Linked DNA regions of Mus musculus: all the other regions are linked to region 1. Evidence: chromatin contacts called from public promoter capture Hi-C data. All regions are on one chromosome and are shown on one strand. The core of a region is the stretch at or near the end of the contact, and the rest is flanking DNA. Distances in the headings are between cores, read along the strand shown.

What was found. Promoter capture Hi-C pulls out the DNA fragments that hold promoters and counts their contacts.
Region 2: a promoter capture Hi-C map of pre-B cells shows a contact between it and region 1, with 4 times the contacts expected there. The contact joins the promoter of Gpr12 here to the promoter of Rasl11a in region 1. A contact is called at or near these places in 5 of 39 promoter capture datasets (the C10 cell line, hippocampal neurons, liver and 1 more), 1 of 115 datasets of contacts at active chromatin or transcription factors (embryonic stem cells) and 2 of 9 other capture datasets (adipose tissue and pancreatic islet).
Region 3: a promoter capture Hi-C map of liver shows a contact between it and region 1, with 2.3 times the contacts expected there. The contact joins the promoter of Gsx1 here to the promoter of Rasl11a in region 1. A contact is called at or near these places in 7 of 39 promoter capture datasets (cranial neural crest, embryonic stem cells, hippocampal neurons and 3 more) and 2 of 9 other capture datasets (adipose tissue and liver).
Region 4: a promoter capture Hi-C map of hippocampal neurons shows a contact between it and region 1, with 4 times the contacts expected there. The contact joins the enhancer-like site here to the promoter of Rasl11a in region 1. A contact is called at or near these places in 5 of 39 promoter capture datasets (the C10 cell line, embryonic stem cells, hippocampal neurons and 2 more), 5 of 115 datasets of contacts at active chromatin or transcription factors (the SCID.adh cell line, astrocytes, bone marrow-derived macrophages and 2 more) and 1 of 9 other capture datasets (adipose tissue).

The regions. Positions count from the first base shown.
Region 1 is chr5:146,843,815-146,846,514 of GRCm38.p6, reverse strand. Rasl11a (RAS-like, family 11, member A) reads right to left here and starts at 1,444. Exons shown (of 4, transcript NM_026864.1): 1 at 1,175-1,444; 2 at 799-855; 3 at 596-675. The coding sequence starts at 1,298.
Region 2 is chr5:146,583,923-146,586,622 of GRCm38.p6, reverse strand. It overlaps Gpr12 (G-protein coupled receptor 12), which reads left to right and starts at 1,384. Exons shown (of 2, transcript NM_001359056.1): 1 at 1,384-1,878; 2 at 2,498-2,700. The coding sequence starts at 2,513. It overlaps Gm34333 (a long non-coding RNA gene), which reads left to right. Exons shown (of 4, transcript XR_377206.1): 4 at 1-7.
Region 3 is chr5:147,187,404-147,190,109 of GRCm38.p6, reverse strand. It overlaps Gsx1 (GS homeobox 1), which reads right to left and starts at 1,414. Exons shown (of 2, transcript NM_008178.2): 1 at 812-1,414; 2 at 1-332. The coding sequence starts at 1,220.
Region 4 is chr5:147,353,086-147,355,785 of GRCm38.p6, reverse strand. Flt3 (FMS-like tyrosine kinase 3) reads left to right here. Exons shown (of 24, transcript NM_010229.2): 13 at 674-780; 14 at 855-987; 15 at 1,073-1,177. Among named protein-coding and RNA genes, the nearest start is that of Urad, 32 kb to the right of the region's middle. Within about 2 kb of position 1,450, at least 26 of the 459 cell types and tissues checked have an H3K27ac peak or open chromatin away from gene starts, as enhancers often do. A contact at or near this core is called in the SCID.adh cell line and hippocampal neurons, where this site is marked.

The DNA.
Region 1 (2,700 bases), core at 195-2,694:
TTGCAATTACTGGCTTGAGAAAACATTCCCTAGCTTTTTTTGGGGGGGGGAGAGGGGGACAGCCCTAGCCAGGACGCAAACCCCACTCCCTCCAGAATCCCACCTACTCCATGCTTTTTTCAGTGTGGTGCTGGAACCCAGGAATCCTTACTACTGAACTGGACCCTTAGTTCCAAGGCTGTGGTTTTTAGATTGTCCCAGGATGTGCTCTGAAAGTGTCAATGCCCGCCCGCCTAGGCAGCTCGGGCACCAGTGGTCAGTCAGGGCTACTGCTGGGAGGGGGTGGCTCAGCCTGTAATCCCAACACTTGGGAGGCTGAGGCATCAAAGATTATAAGGAGTCCAAGCAAACCTGAACTACAAACCAGCCAGGGCTACACAGCAATCTTTAAAATAATTAACTAATTATAATTAGCATTTAAGAGGAAACTAGTTCTAATCAACCATTTCTTGCCACCTAGGAGGGCATCCAACATCCCAACCCTCAGCACACCTTGTGTGCCCACACCTACATATTGGGCATGCTGAGACATCTCACTGAGATCCTGGAGCCAAACACCTCAGCCTGCACCACATACCCTCCTGACAGTCCTTACCTGAATGCCTCCCGGAGTGTCCTGGATCTGTAGGGATAGCTGGTCCCCCTCCACATAGACGAGTCTCGAATACAGTTTGCCTGTACAACGAAGAGGAATTTGCATCTAAGTTCCCACGGCCCCATGAGCAAAATAAAGAGAGAGGGGTGGGGAGGGCAAAGAGATACAAGTACAAGAGCCAGGAAGCACGGAAACATTCTTGCCTGTGTTGGGTTCGTAGTCGCCGATGAATCTCTTGGTCAAGAAGCGCACAATCATTGCTGAAAAAATAAAGTAGGAAAATCAGCTGAAGAAGTGGGTCAAGCTGTTCCAAACTGGGCCCTCAAAGGAACAGCACGCGTCCCCCCAGGTTCCCGGGACAAAGCCCCGCCACCGCGGAGTGCCTTTCCCCGCGGAATGTGATGGACCGGACTAGAGCGACACTCAACAGGCACCAACCCCGTCCAGAGCTCAGAAATGGACCTCTGAAGCAACAGGCAGGGGTCTTCCTGCATCCCGGCATCCCGGCATCCCGGCATCCCTGCGGGTGAAGACCCTCCGCTGTCCCTGGGCGGCTTTGCGCGCCTTTGTCCCACTTACCGCTCTTGCCCACACAACCCGCTCCCAGCACGGCCAGCTTGATGTCCTTGGGCAGGAGGTAGTCAGAGGAGGACTCCGGGATGGGGGCCAGCAGAAAGTGCCCAGACATGGTGAGCGGCCGCATGGGCGCGTCCCGAGACCGCGTTGCACGAGAGCCGCCTGGATACGCGCGGACACAACAGCGCCGGGATGTGGCGCGGCCAGCGGTGCTGCCCAGGCTCTTGGATTTTAAAGAGCTCCGGGAGCGCGGTGGCTGCCTCTGGCGCCTCCTTTTCCCCGCCCCTTCCTGGAAGGGTGGGAGCAGCGCCCGAGCAGGGGACTGTCACCCGCGGGCGTGCGCTCCTCAAGGCTGCCTGACGCGCTCTGCCCGCCCAGCTGCGCGGGTTCCTCCCGGTGCAGCCCAGGGGAGGCCTTTGCTCAAATTGTATTTGCCGTGTCCTGGAGGCAGCCTCCAGTCTGGAGCACCAGCCTAGAGCATGAATCTGAGCCACCGAAAGAGCAAAAGTTTCAATTGGCTGGATGTTTCTAGGACAATGGGAAAGAGATCCCTTTTTGTGTCTTTGTCAAACAGTCCTAATGAGAACCCTGATTTTGATCTTCAGCATCCTGTACACTGAGTGTGGTGGCACACTGGCATGCTATCCTAGCGCTTAGCGGGTAGAGGCAGGAGGGTCAGAAGTTTAAGGTTATTCTTGGTCACATAGAGGGTTTGAGTTCAAGGCCAGTTTGGACTACGTAAAACCCGGTCTCAAATATAAACAACTAAAAAATTTAAAAGGGTCCTGAGGGGTGACATCACTGAGGAAATGGGTAGAGCCAGGGCAAGGTTCCTAATTAACTAATTGAGTATGAATCAAGGTAATTGCAGTCACTTCCCTGTGAACTCCCTTAGGGGGCAGTCATGCCCACAGCTCAGCATCCAAACACAGCCCCTTTCTGCTGTGAACAGATTTACTCAAATTCAATGAGCAACACACTTGGGGCCTGGACCTACCTTACTATTCAAAGATTTCCTGGTAGGTACATGGTGGAACTCAGGATAGGGCGTGGGGAGAAGGGCCCAGAAGATAAACATGGCCTTGTTCTTGGATGCCACCATGACAAGGCTGTGTTTTAGTCTCATCTGCCCAATTGTCTAGACAGTCCTACCCTCATTCTTTCCCTTTTTCCTTCTTAGTTTTATCAGGTAGCTTGAACGGCATGACAAATCACACAGAACTCAATGGCTCGCTCCAACAGACTTTTCTTTCAAAAGATTTATTTACTTTCATGGGTATTCTATCTGCATGTACACCTGCATGCCAGAAGTGGGCATCAGATCCCATTATAAATGGTTGTGAGCCATTATGTGGTTGCTGGGAATTGAACTCAGGACCTCTGGAAGAGCAGCCAGTGCTTTTAACAGCTGAGCCATCTCTTCAGCCCCCCTCCCTCCCCTTTTTCCCCAGACACTGCCCCCGATGCCACATACTCCTGTTCTTCCTAATCTATGCCAGGCTCTGACAAGCTTGATTGAGCTCTCTGAG
Region 2 (2,700 bases), core at 135-2,634, 260 kb after region 1:
TTATGTATATTAAGTGTTTGCTTGTATTGTGTGTACCTTGTGCATGTAATGCTCCAGGAGGCCAGAAGAGGGCGTCGTATTCCCTGGAACTGGAGTTGCAGATGGTTGTGAGTCACCTTATACGCGCCTGGAACTGAACCCAGGTCCACTGCAAGAGCAGTCAGAGCATGTAACCACTGAGCCACCTCTCCAGCCCCACATTGCTCATTTCCCATTGCTCTGTTCTAAAAATGCTTCCGCTTATTACAAAGAAATGAAAAGAGACAGGAGCATCCCTTCACAGCAGTACCTGCTACCTGGGATAATGTTGATTTTTGTCTTACCACTGGTCCAGGGTGTGTCTGTGAGTGCTAAGATAATGTCTTCGTGAATTTGTTCACGCAGGCTTTCAAACGGTCCTTGACGCAAGTGATGTCTCCTTTCCATACACACGACTATTAAACTCCATAGAACCTCGTTTCTTAAAGTGTGACCCGCAGGTCGGCATCACCAGCATCTTGGGACTGACGCCGGGACCCCAACCCCAGAACTGCTGGTTTCTAAGTCAAGTTTCAGAAGTGTTGCCGCAGGGAATACAGGACTCAGAAAGAGTCCTGGAGCCTTTTGGGGGACATGAGAAGACTCAGCAGAAAACTCAACAGCTCCACGTGTCCCAAAGCAGAATGTCCAGGGAGAGAGTTCAGAAGCAGTGTGAGAGCTCAGGTTGGGCGGAACGGATCTGCTGCATTATGGCAAGGTCACACCGGGTTTAGTGTGTTGCCTTAGTGAGAAAGGGGGAAGGGGCGGCTAGAGGAAGGTTGTAACCAGGGAGGTGAAGGGAGGGTTTTGGTACCAGGAGCATGACACGGTAGAGACAGCTGCTGATGGATGCGCGCGGGGCTGGGGCTGGGGTGGGGGAACATGGGGTAAAAAGAGATCTAAGACTTGGAGCCTGGTAGGCTGGAGTAGGAATTTCAGTGAGACACAGGGGAGGCAGATGCATCTGATGATAACCCCATATGAAGGGTCCTCAGGATCCTTTGCCTTGCACAACATTGAGGTCACACGGAAATAGGACTTTTCTCCTCCCACCTTTAGGCTGGAGAGCGTGATTAAATTTAAGATCTGATCCGGTTCCAGGATGAGAGACACAGGCTAGTCCTTTTCCGGCAGGCAACCTTCAGGATCTTAACCCTAGACTCCGCGGATGAGGTACAGGAAACAATAAATTAATAAGTGTCACTTGGGTACTTAAATGAATTGGGTTTGGGCCAGTGCCTGAAGGAAGCTTTTGCAAGAATGCCCTAAATGATTTCCACTCGCGAACGGCTCCGAGAGTGCCTAATAAGTGCAGCTGGGCGATCTAAGTAGCAGCAGCTCCTATCCAGTTAAGCGAACGTCCCCAAGGGAACAATAATTTGCAGACCGGCCAACTGCAATCTAAGAGAGGGAGTCGCTTGCTGTTGTAAGTCTCCTCCGCCAGCCCTAACCTGCTTACCCCGCATTCCTCCTGTTCATCCCGAAAACCCGGCCGTTTACAATTCTTTAGGGGAAAGCATAAGAAGCCGAGCCCCAGGGTCAAGGGCGCCTCGGGGAAGCCACAGGATCAAAGTAGGTCGCCAGACTCTCCGGCCGTTCGAGTGGGTCTTCGCATGACTGTTGCAGGCGGGCGTCCACGGTGGCGGGCTCCCGCCCCTCACGCAGCTGCGACCTGCGGGGGCGCGCGCAGCCTCGTGGGGTTCCCGCGGATGCGCGCCCGGCGGGGAGCGCGGAGGGCGGAGAGCCGGGCGCGAGCACCGCAGCTCACCTGCCGCGGGCGCCACCACGGACGTGCCACGCGGGTGGCCCGAGCTATTCGGCAGCACTGAAGGAGCCACCCCTCGGCCAGGGCGTGCCAAGGTGACCCCCGGTAACCCCCTGCCCCGCAGGCTGCGCGTCCCCGCTGCTAGGGGAGCGGTGCCAAATGCATGCATATCTTTCTCTCTGTCTGTCTGGGCACCTCTGTGGTACACACCTACCTTTTTTGTAGCCCTTGCACTCTGAGCGGTGCACATGGGAGAGACTGGGACCCCACCCCTTTGTTTGAGTCTGGAGGTGTGTTTGGGGGTGTGCTCGCGCGTGAGGTATGTTTGGGAAGGGTGGGAGTTTGGGGCCCTTAAAATATTCCACCCTCCTGCAGACTTGTGGCTGCTGGGCGGTGCTCTCTCAGCAGCCCAGATGTCAAACAGTTGTTGGTTTTCGGCATGGGAGATGCAATTAGCCAATGTCGGTTTTCAGCGTTTTGGCAAGTGTGCGAGTGTGCATGTGCCGCCTCGGGAGTCCTGATCCGTGTTTCCCTCAGAGACAAACAGCATTTCGGTTGCAGACTTTAGCTTTTGTTTTTAATTCCTGAAGCTCGTGGCATTTTGACACTGATAGCTGAGCCCAGGGTTGTCTGTCTTTCTCTGTGTGTTTTGCATGATCTTGGATTGGCACCCTACTGTACCCAAACATTAAAAAGCCTGTCTTTCCGTTGAAGAGGACAGGGGTTAAAATGAACGAAGACCCGAAGGTCAATTTAAGCGGGCTGCCTCGGGACTGTATAGATGCCGGTGCTCCAGAGAACATCTCAGCCGCTGTCCCCTCCCAGGGCTCTGTTGCGGAGTCAGAACCCGAGCTCGTTGTCAACCCCTGGGACATTGTCTTGTGCAGCTCAGGAACCCTCATCTGCTGTGAAAATGC
Region 3 (2,706 bases), core at 165-2,664, 340 kb before region 1:
TGGAGACATGGGCAATTCGTCGTCGTCCTCTGAGCATTTGGCTGAGGAGAGCGAAGAGCACTTGCAGCCTTGCGGTGCGCCCCCGCCGGCCCCCGCCCCAGCTCCGCCGCGGTGGTTACTGCCTTTGCCTTCTTTCTTGTGCTTCACCCGGCGGTTCTGAAACCAGATCTTCACCTGCTTCTCGGACAGGTTCAGATAGGTCGCGATCTCGATGCGCCGCAGGCGGGAGAGGTACATGTTGGAGGCGAACTCTCGCTCCAGCTCCAGGAGCTGTGTGCTGGTGAACGCCGTCCGCATCCTCTTGCTGCTGGGCAGCTGGTTCGAGCTGCTGTCTGGAGGGCGATGGGGGGGGGGGGGAGGGAGGGAAAGAGAGAGAGAGAGAGAGAGAGAGAGAGAGAGAGAGAGAGAGAGAGAGAGATCATCAAACCTCTGAGCCTTGGGCCTAATTTCCCGCTGAACTGAGGCTAGCCTCAACCTTGGAATCAGGCACACATCCCTTCCATCCTTCCATTCATCACTCCACAGGCGGGTGCCTCCTTGCCAAGTCACAGACTCCAATTCTCCTCGGAATCGGTTGTCCCTAACACCCCTTTAAGGAACATCTCAAAGCTGGCCTTAACCCCTTCCCCTTCGCCCCAGGATCTTTCTGGCTTCTCCCCGGTTCCTACGTCCGGTCCCAGTCTAGCACTGTGAGCGCCCCTCGAGTATCCTCACCGTCCCCCATAGCGCGCCGTTTCCCCATCCCTAGCTCACTCACTTCCCCCCACCCCGGGACCACCGCCCCCCAATTTCGCGCGGGGACCCCGCTTACCCACAGAGATGCAGTGAAACTGTCTGGGATCCGGCAGCGGGTAGGAGGTCTGGTAGAGTGCAGCAGCTGCTGCGGCCGCAGCCGGGCCGTGGGCGACTCCAGGGGACACGGAGTGCTGGCGGCCCAGGGGTGCGTGGCAGTACTGCGATCCGAAGGGAGGGAAGGACGCCTTGAGTAGCGGCAGTGCCGGCGGCCCGGGGGGCCCGTGCAGCTGCGAAGCGGTGACACAGAGGGGACACACGCACAGCAAGCCGGCCTTGCGCGCGTGGCAGGCGCCCGGCGAGAGGCCGTGGAGCGCGTGCGGCGGCGGGACCGCGTAGGGGAAGAGCGGTGGCGGGCTGCCCTCCGGAGCCTTCTTGTCGCTGGCTTCCCGCAGCACAAGGGAATCCACCAGGAAGGAGCGCGGCATGGCTCCGGCGCGCGGTCCACCTGCCGCCAGCCCGCCCCTGGAGCCCGAGGGAACTGCAGATCCTGTCGTAGCTTCCCCTGGCCGCGGCCACCCGCAGCTTCCCGGGCCCCGGAGGCTCCACGCGCGGCTCAAGCCCGGGCTGGAATCACCTTGGCTGCTGCTGCGGGCACCTCCCGGAGCGGGCGAGGTGCTGGCCAGCGCTAGTGGTGCTGAAAGACGCCGGCGGCGCCGCTTAAATAGGACTATTGCCATGTGATGGGCTACGCCAGGAGCGGCCGGGGCCTCTCAATAGGGTTTTTGTGCCCTTTCTCTTGGCATTCACTCTGCACGCTTCCTCATTATTTCACTTGTTAACTAAATGAACTGCATAATGTACTCTATTCTTGTCAACCCCACCCACGCCGTAACAGGCGCACTCGCCCCCCTCCTCTTCCCTTTTCGGGTTTATTTTCTCATTCTCCCGCGATTTAATATTCTTTTCTTTCTCTTTATTTCTTACTTTCCTTTGGCTTTGCGCTGGCGATCGGTCCATTTATCTTATTGATTTCCGCACCCGTGCTGCCTCGCTTGCACAGATCCCCGTGGGCGCACACCCATCTCCTCTGCCCACTTGATCCTGGTCCCTTTCTTTCTGTTACTTCTTCCTTGCTCGTTCCCCCCACCCCAGTTCCACCAAGTGTATCGCTTTCGCTTAGTTCTCGAAGCTCAGCTCTGCATCCTATGAAGCATCCTAATGGGCGGCCACCATTCCCACCTGTGGAGTCTCTTCTCTCGCACTATTTGGAGACAGAAAAACAAGGTTTCTGAGTGCGCCTCAGAGGATGAGAGAAAGGCTCCCTAGTCCTCATTGGAGACTAACCTCATCTCTGTCCGTGTTTTCTCAGAAAATCAAAGGCTCCCAATTTTGGTGTTGCCTGTGACTCCTCATCTTTGTTCGGTGGACCCTTGGCCAACCAGCTCTTCCCTTCAACAACAGGGCCGTGTATGTAAAGAAATAGCAACAAAACAAGTACGCGGGTGGGTAGTCTTTGAAAATACGGACAGATACATAGCAAGGGGAGTGAGAGCCGAATTCGTGGGTATGAAGCTTTCCCACCCCACCAAACGTGGTGAGTGTGGATGGTGTAGACTCTCACAGACGTTGCGCGCGCACTCTCCACTCGCACACACTCCACTAGACACGCCGGTGCACTCGAAAGCGTTGCTTCCCACGGCTGGAGAGAAAGGAAGAGCACTCTTCTGTCTTTCCCAGTTTCTGTTGCCCTTTGCTTCCTCCTACCGTCGCCGCACTCTTTTTTTTCTTTCTTTCTGGTAACACAATGGTTAAACAACTTCAAATGCCACGCTCTGTGTACACAGCTTCAGTTTTTTAAAAAAATCATCCCGGGATTCAGAGCTGTCTCTGTCCCTGTGCGTTTAACATACAATGAGAAATTAGCATAAAAGATTTCGAATTTACTACTTTCGATTTTACAAATCGCCACAG
Region 4 (2,700 bases), core at 201-2,700, 510 kb before region 1:
CCAGATAGTATTGATTAACTCCAGGGACAAAAGCAAGAGGCTCCTAAGTTCACGTTCAGCCTGGGCTCCATAGTAAGACGCTGTCTCAGAAAAATGCCAAACAAAGCAAGCACGTAAGTCAAAATTGTGGCTTTGGTCTCAGTAGTTAAGAACACAGGCTGCTCTTGCAGAGGACCTGGGTTTAATTCCCAGTACCCACATGGTGGCTCATAGCCATCTGTAGCTTTAGCTCCAGCTCTGGGGGGTGGGGGGGACCTTAACGCCCTCTTCTGGCCTCTGAGGGCTCCAGGCATGTACATGGTACACAAACACACATGCAGGCTAGCAGTCATACACATAACTTCTCTACATGTGTGTGACGAACCTTGATAACAAATACACAGACTTCTTTTTACCTGACACGGGCTCTGTAAAAGGTTTATATGGGCTTTATTCACGTGACATCATGGTCCAGTTTTTAAGATGGGTTCAGAATCGTTTCTGATTTTTCTGGGGACTCATTGTTTACAGAAACAAACCAACTTTCTGTGGGGCACCCAGACAGAACACACAGATTGCTCATAAGGCCTGAAGATGGTGGTTACTTGAACAGGATGTGAGAGACTCTAACAAGAGACTTAAACAGGCCTGCCTGTTTTATCTCGCCCCCGCCTAGTGATTGCTTCTCTTGCAGGCCCCTTCCCTTTCATCCAAGACAACATCTCCTTCTATGCGACCATTGGGCTCTGTCTCCCCTTCATTGTTGTTCTCATTGTGTTGATCTGCCACAAATACAAAAAGGTAAAAACCGGTTGGCGAAGGCTCATCCCTGTCGTGACTCTGCAGCGCTGCTGACCCGCTGTTCATCTCTCAAGCAATTTAGGTACGAGAGTCAGCTGCAGATGATCCAGGTGACTGGCCCCCTGGATAACGAGTACTTCTACGTTGACTTCAGGGACTATGAATATGACCTTAAGTGGGAGTTCCCGAGAGAGAACTTAGAGTTTGGTAAGGATTGACTGTTCAGAGCTTCGGTGGCATTGCCTCTGCCTTGCAAACATTTTTTTAACCCGCACTTACTCCATCTTTACAGGGAAGGTCCTGGGGTCTGGCGCTTTCGGGAGGGTGATGAACGCCACGGCCTATGGCATTAGTAAAACGGGAGTCTCAATTCAGGTGGCGGTGAAGATGCTAAAAGGTACCAAAAGGTGGGGTTATCTCAGCAAAGTCCCTCAGAGAACGAGTCCAGCTGCCTCCCCTCCCCTTCTTCTGCCCTCTGCATTATTCTGTCTGCTAAGCACTGAGGGTTAACGAGAAGCAGGCAGGGGCAGTCGTGAGCAAAGACTGCAAGCAGGGAAGGCAAGCCCCCACCCCTTCCTCTTTCTCATCGTTCAGTTGGTATCAGCTTCTGTGTTACAGTTTGACACAGATTCTGGGTAGAAAACACACCGGGGACTTCTCACTTCCCACTCTGTCCCATCCTCTCCCATCTGGCATCCACCCTCGAGCAGGGCCACCCTCAGCCGATTCTTAACCCAGCGCAGAGGATTGAATCCAGGATTTTGTGAATGCTAGGCAAGTCCTCTACCTCAGAAATACATCCCCAGCCTGTCATTCTATAACACGATGTCTTGCTATATAGGTCAGGCAGGCCTTGAACTCACAACTTCAAGAATGCTGAGATGTATCATCCCCTCGGGACTGATGGCCCATTCTTTTGCTGAGGTGTTCCCTGTAAGGATAAAGGGAGCCCCTCTCTCCAAACACACACACACACACACACACACACACACACACACACTACAGAGAGAGTGACAGAGACAGAGAGAGAGAGACAGAGACAGAGAGAGAGGCAGAGAGAGACAGAGACAGAGAGTCACTGAAGTGCATTGCAGTACGCAGACCAAAAGGAGAAATGGCACACAGGACATCATGGACAGAAATCTCACAGTCACCTCCTAGCCAGGTGACTGATGATGCTATACATCCTGGGTTACAGAAAGAAACGGAAGCTGGAACTGTTAGAGGATAGCTTTAGGATACATACATTTGCCGGGCGGTGGTGGTGCACACCTTTAATCCCAGCACTTGGGAGGCAGAGGCAGGTGGATTTCTGAGTTCGAGGCCAGCCTGGTCTACAGAGTGAGTTTCAGGACAGCCAGGGCTATACTGAGAAACCCTGTCTCAAAAAAACAAAACAAAACAAAACAGGATACATACATTTTCTGTAGATCAAATTCAGGATGTGAAAAGGGATAGACTTTCCCCTCTGATATCTGCAAGGTACAAAACCTTGAAGCAATGTCAGAACACGATCACTTGTTACATCCGGGGAACAGATATGAAGGTTTCTTTTTACACTGTTTTTCTTCACCCGTACATCCTAGTTCCACAGAATAAGGAGTGTCGTCGCTGTGGTATTCCCATATGTATACTTTGGTCCAGTTCACTAGCACCGTTCCCCCTCCCCTCGTCAATTCTCTTCCTGTCGGTCCATTTCTTCTTCTCAAATAGCTCCCCCCTCTACTTCCGTGCCTTTTCCTTTTAATCTCGATCCTACATATGAGAGATGATGCACTGCTTGTCTTCCTGAGTTTGGCTTTTTTACTTAACATCCCAGTGTCTGGTTCCATCCATCTTCCTGCAGATGGCCCATCCCGTTCTTCGCAGCCAAATACACCACTTCCTATGGATCGTATTTCCAACATCCATCCATCCATC